Regions from separate parts of the Rattus norvegicus genome. Here region 2 is linked to region 1. The links are chromatin contacts, called in public Hi-C maps. All regions are on one chromosome and are shown on one strand. Each heading gives the region's core, a stretch centred on a gene start, on an enhancer-like site or on the middle of the called end of the contact. The rest is flanking DNA. Distances are from core to core; before and after follow the strand shown.

Region 1 (5,545 bases), core at 1,235-3,734:
GTTTCCCAGCTAGCTTAGCATTTCTTTTTCTTTGTAGTTATTCTCTTGAGGCCGGGTCCCTATGTAGCCCTGGCTGACCTTAACCTGTCTTTGGGCCTCAGCCTCTGAGTGTGGACTCACAGGGCGATGCTACCACACCCAGTCTGTTTTTTATTTTATTTTATGCTATTTTTAGGAGACAACGTCTGACCTCTGTTATTCCCAATATGCAGGGCAATAGTGTTGGGTAAGTTTGCTTTTCTGTAAATTAGAACTTCTTAATTCTGCGAGAGTGAAACTCCGTGCCCATCAAACCTTTCTTCATTCTTATTAACCACCTGTTAGCCACCATTCTGCTTCCTGTCTCCACTTCATGAAAGTGGAGTCAAAGCATTTGCCCATCACAGCAGCTTCCTTTACTGACTATAATGTTCTCTCTCTCTCTCTCTCTCTCTCTCTCTCTCTCTCTCTCTCTCTCATTCATTTCTTTATTATGGTTTTTCAAGACAGGGTTTCTCTGTGTAGCCCTGTGTTGTCCTGGAACTCACTCTGTAGACCAGGCTGGCCTCAAACTCAGAGGTCTGCCTGCCCCTGCCTCTGTCAAATGTTCTCCTCTTTTAAGACTGAGTATTAGCCCATTTTATGAGTCTGTCACACTCACGTATGGACAACTGGGTGACTTCCACCTCTTGAGCCTGGTGACTAACACTACCTGGAAAACGGGTTTGTACACCCCACCTTTGAGACCCTGCCTTCAATTCTCTTACATATATTCCCAGCAGTGGGGCTGTGGGCTGGATAAAGTTCTCTTTTTGTGTTTTGAGGAACTTATGAATTGTTTCCCAGAGCAGCCAACATTTTACAGACAGACAGACAGCAGAAGCTTCCAATGTTCCACGCCCTTGCTAACTCGGCATTTTTTGTTTGTTTGAGGGTTGGTTTTGTTGTTGATGTTTTAATTTTTGAGGTAGGGTGTTGTGTAGTCTAGACTGGCCTCAAGTTCCCTATGTAGTCCCATTGGACTTCTGGCTTTCCTGCCTAGTACTGGGACTCAAGGACCGTGCCTCCATCCCCAGTCTAGAGTGCTGGCACTGAGCCTAAGATTTCATGCTAGGCCAGCACTCTCCAAGCTGAGCTGCATCTCCAGCCCACGAGATGCTTTCTTCTTTTGAGCAGGGTCTCATAATAGACTACATGGGCCTCAAGATCATGTATCAAGGAGACCGTATCGTGCATATGTTCAGTTAAAATGCAATTGTGTACCATTAACTCACTGACAGTCTGAAGCTCAATGTGGCTTTGGGTATACTCACGGAGTGCAACCAGCACCATGACCTCCTTCCATATTTATTTCACCACCCCAGACGGAAACCCTGTACTATGAGACAATCACTCCCCAACACTTCTTCCCCAACCCCCAACGGGCCACCAAAGTACTCAGAAGTGTTTATTCCAAACATTTAATAGAAATGAAATCTGTGTCAGAATTTTCCAGAAACAGAGAGAAAAAAATATATATATACATGTGTAAGTGTGCACATGTATGTGTGTCTATGTATATATGTAGGAATGTTATGGGTGTGTGTGTGTGCAAGCAAGTGTATGTGTATATATGTATGTGTTTGTATAGATGTATTATGTTTATTTGCATGTTTGTGTGCATGGGTGTATTCATATGGAATCAATAATTGCATTACACACATATACATATACATATATATCCATCCAGACATGGATATTTATTATGAGAACTTGACTGACATGATTTTGGAGCCTGAGAAACCCCAGGATCTATCAGCAAGCTGGAGTTCTGTGAAGTTTGTGAGCTCCAGTCTTGGAGAGTTCAGGCCAGTGACCTGAGGCTCAGTCTGAATTAGGAAGTGTAGCGGTAGTTTGGCTATCCCACTTTGTGTGCCGGATGGGTCACACGCGCATACCCACCCAAAAGCTATCTGAATTTGTGAATGAAAGACACACACGCACGCATGCACACCAGTTAATTTTTTAAAAAGATTTATTTACTATATATAAGTACACTGTAGCTGTCTTCAGACACACCAGAAGAGGCCATCAGATCCTATTACAGATGGTTGTGAGCCACCATGTGGTTGCTGGGATTTGAACTCAGGACCTCTGGAAGAGCAGTCAGTGCTCTTAACCACTGAGCCATCTCTCCAGCCCCAGTTAATTTTAAATATGCCTTGACTAGCTCAAAGGTTAGGCGGTTCTAAGCCTCCACCTGGCTAGCATACATTTCCCTCCAGTACTCCCGGCTCAACGGCTCCTAAATCTGTGTTTTGACTTTGCTTCCCTGTTACCTTCTGGGCAGCCCTTCCCACAGGGCCCTTTCCCTTCCACCTACATTTTGGATGAATTTTCTTCTGCAGCTCTAAATCTGATTTGAAATCCCTTGAAGACATGGCAGTCCCTCCCTTTTCTCTCTCACAGTCCCTTGCCCATGCAAATTTAAATGTCCTGGCTCAGTCTACCTGCTCAACTATTGGCTGTTGGCTCTTTATTGACTGATCAAAAACCATTTGGGGACAAGGTCCTTCAGCGTTTGTACACATAGATTCCTGATTTGGGGGACTAGATTAATTCTAAGCATTAGAACCAATCCCCAACAGCTCAGTCTGGGTCCAAGGTCTGGGGCTGGTTATACTTATGTCTGAGGGAGGAGGAGATTAGTGTCCCAGCTCTGTCTGAGAGGGGAGCCCTCTTCCTCCCACTATGCTTGAGGCCCTGGTAGAGGTCTGAGCTCTACCTGCTTTGCGGGAGGGGCTCTCCCATTCAAATTCCAATCTTTTCTGGAAAGAGTGTTTTGTGTCCAGCTAGGCACCCCTTATCTCAGTAAATTGACATTTGAAATTATACAACGTGTGACCTGTGTGTGAGAGAGAAAGACAGATAGACAGAGACAGAGAGACAGAGAGACAGAGAGACACAGTGCTCAGATACAGAAGCACATGTGTGTGAATACGTATGGAGGCCAGACAAACTTAGCCGTCATTCCTTGGGACCCATTCACCTTGTTTTCTGAGACAAGGTCTCCCACTGGGACCTGCCCTGGCCAGCTGGCCAGTAAGACGCAGAGACGTGCCTGCCTGTCCGTCTGCACTGATTACAAGCAGGAACTACCACACTTGCTTTCTACATGGTTGCTGATGGTTGAATTAGGGTCCGTATGCTCACACAGCCAGCACTTTACAACTTACACCACGTGGATTCCAAGTTTTTCTCTCTGGGTATTTAGCCACGTTTATTTCCTTTTTATGACAAGCATATGGGTGTATCGTACTTTGTTACCCATTCATAAGTTCTTTGGTTATCTTTGCTTTTCAGTTCTCATTCCGAATGTCACTGTGAGCATTGTGTCCATGTTTGGGGATGTGGCATATGTTTCAGTTCTCGGAGGCACTCACCTAGAAGTGAAATCCCAGAGGGCTGCGGTAACTCAGCTGGACTGTGTAGCAGACCATGTTTTAGCCAGCGAGGGGACTTTTAGCCACCTTCAGGAATGCATGGGGTCAGACTAATCTGACCTCAATCCAACATCCCCCAGCCAAGCTCCTGCACCCAAGATTCAAGTCATGGATGCCTGTGGAGGCATGTGTGGGCTTTTGAGTAGGGTTGAGCTCCTGAGCTTCAGGAAGGACACAGGACAGAGGCCAAGCACCACCAGGAGAGCCAGCCCAGCTCCTCTTGAATTACAGATGGTTGTGAGTAGCCATGTTGGTGCTGAGAATCAAACCCAGGTCCTCTGCAAGAGCAATCAGTGTTTTAACCCCAGAGCCATCTCTCCAGCTCAATGGGATCATTTTTTTATGTAGCCCAGGCTGGCCTTAACTTATTATGTAGTCAGTAATAGCCTTGAAATTCTAATCCTCTTGCCCTCTTGAGTGCTGGCGTTACAGGTGTGTGCCACCACGCCCAGTTTATGTTGTGTTGGGATCAATCTCAGGGTTTCTTGCATGCTAGGGAAGCGTCTGTAGACCGAGAGACACGCCCATCTCATGAATATAAAATTGAGAACTCGGTCCCCTGCTCTCAGACACTGCAGGAAGTCACATGTCAGTGGCTTGCAGATATGCAGGCAGGCATCTCATGGAACGAAAACTGTCCATAGAACACTGAGTTCCCCGTGTTGCATACAGAAACTGTTTTCACGGGGAGGCTTGGATAGGATTAGATGCTTTCAGAGTGAAGAAAAGCAAATGCCCAGCAACCAGGCACAGGTTATCCAGCACTTTCCCCACACAGCACCACTCTGTAGCCTATGCATGAAGATTCATTGCCTCTGCATGGTCGGCCTGTGCTATGGGGACTATTATATTGTAGGATCAAGGTTAAGGAAACCGAGGCAGAAAGTTGAGTGTGTTGCTCAATATCACAATGATATTTAAGTTCAAGGGTCTGAACTCAGCCAGCCCTCGAGCCCACGTTTTATGTTACATCATACTCTGTAGTATCCGCACATGGAGCTGAGTTTGGCTGGGAGACACTGGATTAAGAACGCCTATCTTTATTCCCTGGGGAAGACGTCTATGTTGTGTAGAAAAAGAGATACCGTGGAATCGTTCTGTTATTATTGGAGGCGTGGCCTGGGACTCCATGGCAGCCAAGGATGATGTTGAAGTCCTGACCCTCTGATTTCTATTTCTCCCATGAGATTACAAGTATGCATTGTCATTGCCAGGGTCATATTCCTATCTGTGGTGGAGGGACCCGTGCACTGTGGGTCATTAGCACATCCCTGCCCTCTGCCCACTGAGCACCAGGAGCATCCAAACTGTTGCTTGGTGGAAACCAAAAATATGTCTTCAGATACTGTACATGGCCCCTGTAGACAAAATCAGTAATCTGAGAACTGGAATCAGGAATATTCTCTTTTGGGAGTTCAGGGTCTTGTTCTTCAGTTAGTCTGTCCGTTTTTCTGAGGCCAGTTTCTGGACTGACCTCGGTTCTCTAGTTAGCCAAAGGTGGGTTTGTATTCCTGATCCCCTTCAACAGCACCTTCATGCTGCCCAGCTTCTCTCTCAGGTCTGGGTTGAGATAAGTGAAAACTGCTATTTAAGGGGGCACAAACTGTTTCGTTACTTCTGTTGATCCAAAGGAAGAAAGCTGGAGGTAGGGCAAGAAGGCCAGGGGAGCAGTTGCCAGTGCTTGGGGTAGCTTGGTGGCAAATGACAAACACACCTCTATTTCACACACACACACACACACACACACACACACACACACACACACACCCCTTGCTTCTGGGATAACAGGAAATAATAATTTTGATTGTCTTATTAACCAAAATGTCTGTTCTTTCTGTTGATGAGGTCCCTCACCAAGACTCCCAGGAACCTTTGGAGAGCAAGACCCATTGTCTTCAGCTCTCTCAAATCAATTCTGAAAAATACAGAAATAAAAAGGTCTGAAACCTGGTATGGTGGAGCACACCTTCCACCCCAGCACTCGGGAGTCAGGGAGAGGGATCTCTGTGAGTTGAGGCCAACCTGGGCAGCAGAGCAGGTTGGCAAGTTTGAAGTCAGCCTCAGCTAACGACCCTATCAACCAC
Region 2 (5,545 bases), core at 1,960-4,459, 36 kb after region 1:
GGCCGGGAGTCCTTCTCACAGTAAATTGGGAGTGGGGTACTATGGGGCTCTCAACTCTGCCCCCCTTAAAATGTCAAGTTTCTTCTCTAAAGGTCTTGGTTTTCACTCTGAGCCTTTCAAGAGGTCACTTCACCCGGTGGCTTCTCCCTCAGTCTTGTCTATCTGAGCTTCCGGCCTGTAAAATGAGAGCTTGAGGGTTTAGGTGCCACCCGCTGGGCTGCCTCAACTGAACTGATACTGCAGTGGTGAAGAAGATGCTGCCCAGGGCATTCCCAGGACACTGACTGTGTGGCAGGCACTGTGCTTGCACCGTACCTGCAGCCTCTCACAAAGGCCTCTGGGCTCCATTTTAGAGATGAGAAAATGAAGGCAGAGAGAGAGAGCCTGGTAAGCAGCCTGGGCATCAGCAGTGGTGTGGACAGAGCTGAGGCATGAGCCTGCACTGCTTGTGGCTAGCAAACCTTTACCAAGGCTGCACCCAGGGCACGGTACTGGAAATTTGAGTTAGTTTGTCTGTTTTGAGACAGGGTCTCACTTTGGAGCTAGCCATGGCTGGCCTTGAATTCAGAAGCCTCCTGCTCCAAAAACGCTAGGCTTACACCATGGCCTGGTGAGGTGATTCTAGTCTCATGCTTGTCTGTACTCTAGAGATGAAGGACCGAGCACGAGGATCACTTCTGTTAAGAGGCAAACAGAAAATGTCTTCCTCTTTATGGACAAAACCAATAATACTATATAGGTGCTTGTCTAACTGGAGAAGGGACCAGGAATATGTAAATAGCATTCTTAGCTCACAGGAGATGGACCAATGAACAGCTGCAGGATCTGGACTTCGAGACAACAGAAAGAGCTTCATGAGGGGCAAGTGTAAAAGGTCCCAGAATGTGAAGAGGCACACTGCCATCTTGGATGGAGAACTCAGCAAACAAGCTCAGCCAGCGGCCTGGCAGCTCATTCCCTGCAGGGTCAAGGCAGCCAGAGAGGCTGGTTCCCTGGAGACTAAAGCCATCGGCAGCCTCTGACGCAAGGAACACCTTCCAGCTGGCCCAGGCGCTCACCTGTGTGTCTCCATCCTCTGCCAGGCCGTGGGCGAGGTGGGCACTGAATGTGCTTTTCCCAACGCCGCCTTTCCCAGACAGCACCAAGATCCTGTGTCTCACCGTCTTCATCTTCTCTCTGATTTCCTCCACAGCTGCAAAGGAGTAGAGGAGACGATGACGTCCCTGCCTCAGTCCCGCCTGTCCCTCTTCCAAAGTGCTAGGAAGAGTCACACTCTCTAAGCTGTTTCTAAGGCTCTTTGTGAGATGGCACTTCAGGAATAGTAACAAATGCTAGGAAGAAAATATGGCCACTACCAGCCTGAAAACACTGTCTTAGTTATGCCCTGCCTTATCTACTAGAACATAGGCTCCCAGGAAAGTGGGATGTTCAAAGTCCCAGTTCCTGGACAGAAGTGTGCAGAGAGTAAAATTTTACAACCCAGCAGGAATCTGTTAACATCTGCAGAAATTTTTGGATGTCACAAGGAGGAACTGCTACTGGAACTGAGGACGATGGATGTTCAGTTTCTTAAGCACAGGACAGCCCCAGCAAAAAAGGGATGATCAGTGGCAAATGTCACCAGAGCTCTCAGCAAGTAACCATCCAGCAATTCACTGTGTTTCCAATGTCTCATCTTGTTTCAAATCCTTACAAATTACACTGGGGGTGACTTTCTTCATGATGAGGGCATTCAGAAGTCTTGCTCAAGGTCAATCTGCAAGTGACCCAACAACCAAACCCAGCCTCTCTCTGAATCCCTCCAAGAGCCTTCTCTCAGCTTCCTGTTTCCCAAGACCCTTCCAGGCAGGCTTTCAGTCCTCCTCACCCTGGAGCTGGCCCTTCATAGCTTCTCCCTGATGGGTTTAACATGTCTGTTGTCTGCTTTCTCTCACACTTTGGTCTCAGTCTCCCTTCTGTCTCTCCACTGAGATCATGAATATTCATGTCTGCTGAGAGACTCCTTAACAGAAGGATTCTTCTCTCTGCCACAGATGGGGCCTCTGTGACCTGAGATGGACATGTGACAGGACTTAGGCCTGAAAGACCTCAGTATTTATTCATTTTGCCCTCTGTGCTTGGCCTTGTGTATACTGAGGTCAGTGGTTTTCAGTTGAGCCCTGTACCTGCCCCACATCACTTTTTTTCTATTCTATCCTTCTTTAAGGTCCTATTTACTGATTTAAAAAAAAAAAAAAAGAAGAAGAAGAAGACAGGGTCTCGTCTAAGCCCAGACTGGCCTCTAATCACTATGTAATGAAGAATGACTTTGAACTCCTGATCTTCTTCTAAAAGTCTTAAGGGAGCTGGAATGATGGTTCAGCGGTTAAGAGCATTGATTGCTCTTCCAGAAGTCCTGAGTTCAATTCCCAGCAACCACACGGTGGGTCACAACCAGGTGGAATGGGCATCTGATGCCCTCTTTTGATTGGTCTGAAGACTGCGACAGTGTACCCATATACATGAAATAAATCTTTTTAAAAAAAAAAGTCTTAAGGGCTGAGATTACAAGCATGTGCCAACACATTCGACCCAATGTTCGTTCATTCACTCATTCTTTCATAAAGGGTCTCATCCTGTAGCCCAGCCTGGCTTCTACCTTGCAGCCATCCTGTAGCCCAGGCCAGCTTTTAACTTGCAGTCATCCTCCTGATTCTGCCCCTAGAATTTCTGGCGGGGGATAGCCTGTGCCACCAGCTTATTTTAATGTCCCTCTCGGTTCCCGGTCTATCACAGATAAGACTGAACCTTCCTTTCCAACACTGGTCTCCAGCTATTTGACTTTTAAAACCTCCCTCTCGCTCTCTAAGCTCCGCCTTCAACGCCAAACCCTCTCAACCAATGAAAATACTGCCCATTGCCCACTGCCCGCTGTCATTCATCCCCTCGAGTCCCGCCCCTTCCACTTCCTGACCAGCCCGCCGCTTCCTCACCCGGGTCCGGTGCGGCGCCGGCTCCGGATGCGCACAACTTCTGGTTGGGGCATCCCTGGCAAGAAGCTCCTCGGCCCGCCTGGGCGCTATCGGCCCCGGGGCAGCCTGCGCGGAGACAAGGGTACACGGTCAGAGCGGCTCGGTCCCAGCAGGACCACCCACGCCTCCTGCGCTAGCTCACCGTGGGGCGCCCCCTCCATGCTGCAGCTCTTGCCCGGGCTGCGCTCACCGGAATCTCAGGGGCGTGCTTCCGCCTTGCGGGTCCAATCTGACACTCTAGCCGCGTGAACTGTCTCGCCCGACCAGCACTACGCACGCGCAAACCCGTGTGTGTGCAGTGGGTGGGGCTCCTATGTCTGTTCCCGCTAAAAGTGAGAGAGACTCTTAAACATTTATGGCATCTGAACAGATGAAGTGGCTCCAACGATTAAAGGCGCTGTTGAGCCAGCTTGCGTTCAAATCCCAGAACTCATATGGATGGAAAGAGAGGATAGATTCTCCATGCACGTATGCACAGTAATACGGTTTTGGGTTTTGTTTTTAAAGTATAGCTTTTGTCGTCAAAGAACGTTATTCTCCATGACCTCGGTGACGATGCAATACTACTAGTAAAAGTACAATCCATGTCAGTATTTATTCAGTTTCAAATAATCTGCCTTTCCTTATATTCTGTAACAGGCTGGGATTGTGGCGCAGTTGGGAGAGTGCTTCATCTATCATGCACGAGAGCCTATATTTAGTTCCCAGCACTGAAACAAAACAAGACAACCAATAAAACACTTCTCCTGCTCTCTTCTCTCCTCTCTTCTGCCCAGGCTGATCCTGAATTAATGATTTTCTTGCCATACTTGGCGGAGAGGTGAAACTTTATAAATGGGCGTAACTCAGTGGTAGAGTACCTGTCTAACAAGTGAAAAGCCGTAAATTCGGTCCCCAGAAGTAAAAGGTCTCATTTGATCCTCCTGCCTCCATCTTTCAGCCGCTGGGATTGCAATGTGCACCACCACTCCCAGCTCCTGGACTTAAAAAACAAAACAACAAGCGCCCCAAACACTCTTAAGATCGCTATGCTTTTGAGAATAATACTTTGTTTTGTTGCTTTCCCCTCAGATTTGTTTGATGTAACCTCTTCAAACACACTCCTGTGTCCCCACTGGGAGCTTTTCCTAGCTTTCTCTCACTTCTCCAGGTCCCCACTGTCCTTGCTGCTACCATTTCTCTGAAAATCTGGCTGTGTCTGTGGAGCAGTGTTTTAGACACCATGAAGACATCCTGTCCATAGTCAGCCGTGGGAGCATGGCTGTATGCAACTTTGGCACAGGATGGTGGTGGTGATTGTTATTGTTTTCATTGAAAGATTCTAAAGATTTTTCACTTTTGAGATTATAATTACATAATTCTCCCTTCCTTTTCCTTCCCATATACCTCTCCTTGCTGTTTTTCAAATTCATGGACTCCTTTATTGTTATTGTAACAGGGCTCCAAACCTTAGTCGGCCCCGAGACCTTAGCACAACTGACTCCATGATGGAGTGCCATTCAGGCTGTAAAACTCAGCTTGCCCATAGCAGCACCACCTGCTAAAATGAAAACAAAGACTTACTCCACCAAAGTCCATGGCTCTGGGTAAGACTCTAAATGTTCTAACCTTTGCTTTTTAGCTTCTGTAGTGCCGATTCTGACTGATTGTTCTTGTTAACTGAAGTAGGTCAACCCAGAACATGGTCTTTGTGCCTAAAAACTCATTCTAAGAAAGGCTCAGTGCTACACTGGGATTCTGAATGACAAAATATTCCTATTGGCTTAAACTCTTGTCATTCATGTCATATGAATACCCCACGACATTATTAAATATGCTACATATTACATTTAAACATATATTATATATACATATATAAATACATGTTATATATTATATATACATGTATAAATACAACCTGTTGGCTCTCTATAATATATACTTATATGACCATTCGGTTTTGGATAATCAGTTCTCCCCTTCTCAGCATTCCTGTAGAAGGTGTAAGGTTGAGCCATGACCCCGTCCACGTTGGCATGTGCATTGGCAGCGGTCCTTGTTCAGTTCTTGTGTGGGCAGTCATGTGGGTGAGACTTTATGAGTGTGGATCTGACATTAGTAGGAGACACTGTAGGGTAACAGACTTGAAAAGTCTTTGCATCGAAGGGGCATGCTGGTAAATGGGGCCAAGTCATGCTGAAAAAATAAAAATACACAACAGACCTCATACAAAAGATTACTGGGGAAGGGGTCATGAAAGGCCATATCAGAACAGGGATGGAGAGAGGGAGAGAAAGAGGAAAAAAGAAGAAGGAGAAGAAAGGGAGGGAGGGAAGGGGGGAGAGAGAGAGAGAGTGAGCGAGCGAGCGAGCAGATTGTGGTCATGCCAGCTTTATAGGGTATGGAGCACAGACATAGGGAAAACGTGCAACAGTGGTGGCTGTGGACACACTTGCATTGACTTTTAGCGATGACATGTCACATTGGCCTTAGTGATGATAACTGAAGGTGGGGGAGGGGGTGAAGGAGCACATGGTTCAAAATAAGGCTAGTTC

Evidence for each region. A called contact is a pair of places that touch in the nucleus more often than the background predicts.
Region 2: a contact with region 1 is called in a Hi-C map of liver, with 1.6 times the contacts expected there. The contact joins the promoter of Nubp1 here to the enhancer-like site in region 1. A contact is called at or near these places in 2 of 12 Hi-C or Micro-C datasets (both in liver).

The regions. Positions count from the first base shown.
Region 1 is chr10:5,739,192-5,744,736 of GRCr8, forward strand. The region is part of intron 2 of Tvp23a (trans-golgi network vesicle protein 23 homolog A); the gene reads left to right. It overlaps LOC134480647 (a long non-coding RNA gene), which reads right to left. Exons shown (of 3, transcript XR_010055291.1): 3 at 1-5,545. Among named protein-coding and RNA genes, the nearest start is that of Tvp23a, 7.9 kb to the left of the region's middle. Within about 2 kb of position 2,485, at least 1 of the 93 cell types and tissues checked has an H3K27ac peak or open chromatin away from gene starts, as enhancers often do. A contact at or near this core is called in liver, where this site is marked.
Region 2 is chr10:5,774,439-5,779,983 of GRCr8, forward strand. Nubp1 (NUBP iron-sulfur cluster assembly factor 1) reads right to left here and starts at 3,210. Exons shown (of 11, transcript NM_001009619.2): 1 at 3,154-3,210; 2 at 2,973-3,077; 3 at 1,059-1,192. The coding sequence starts at 3,172. It overlaps LOC102553451 (a long non-coding RNA gene), which reads left to right and starts at 3,341. Exons shown (of 5, transcript XR_010055289.1): 1 at 3,341-3,479; 2 at 4,450-4,597.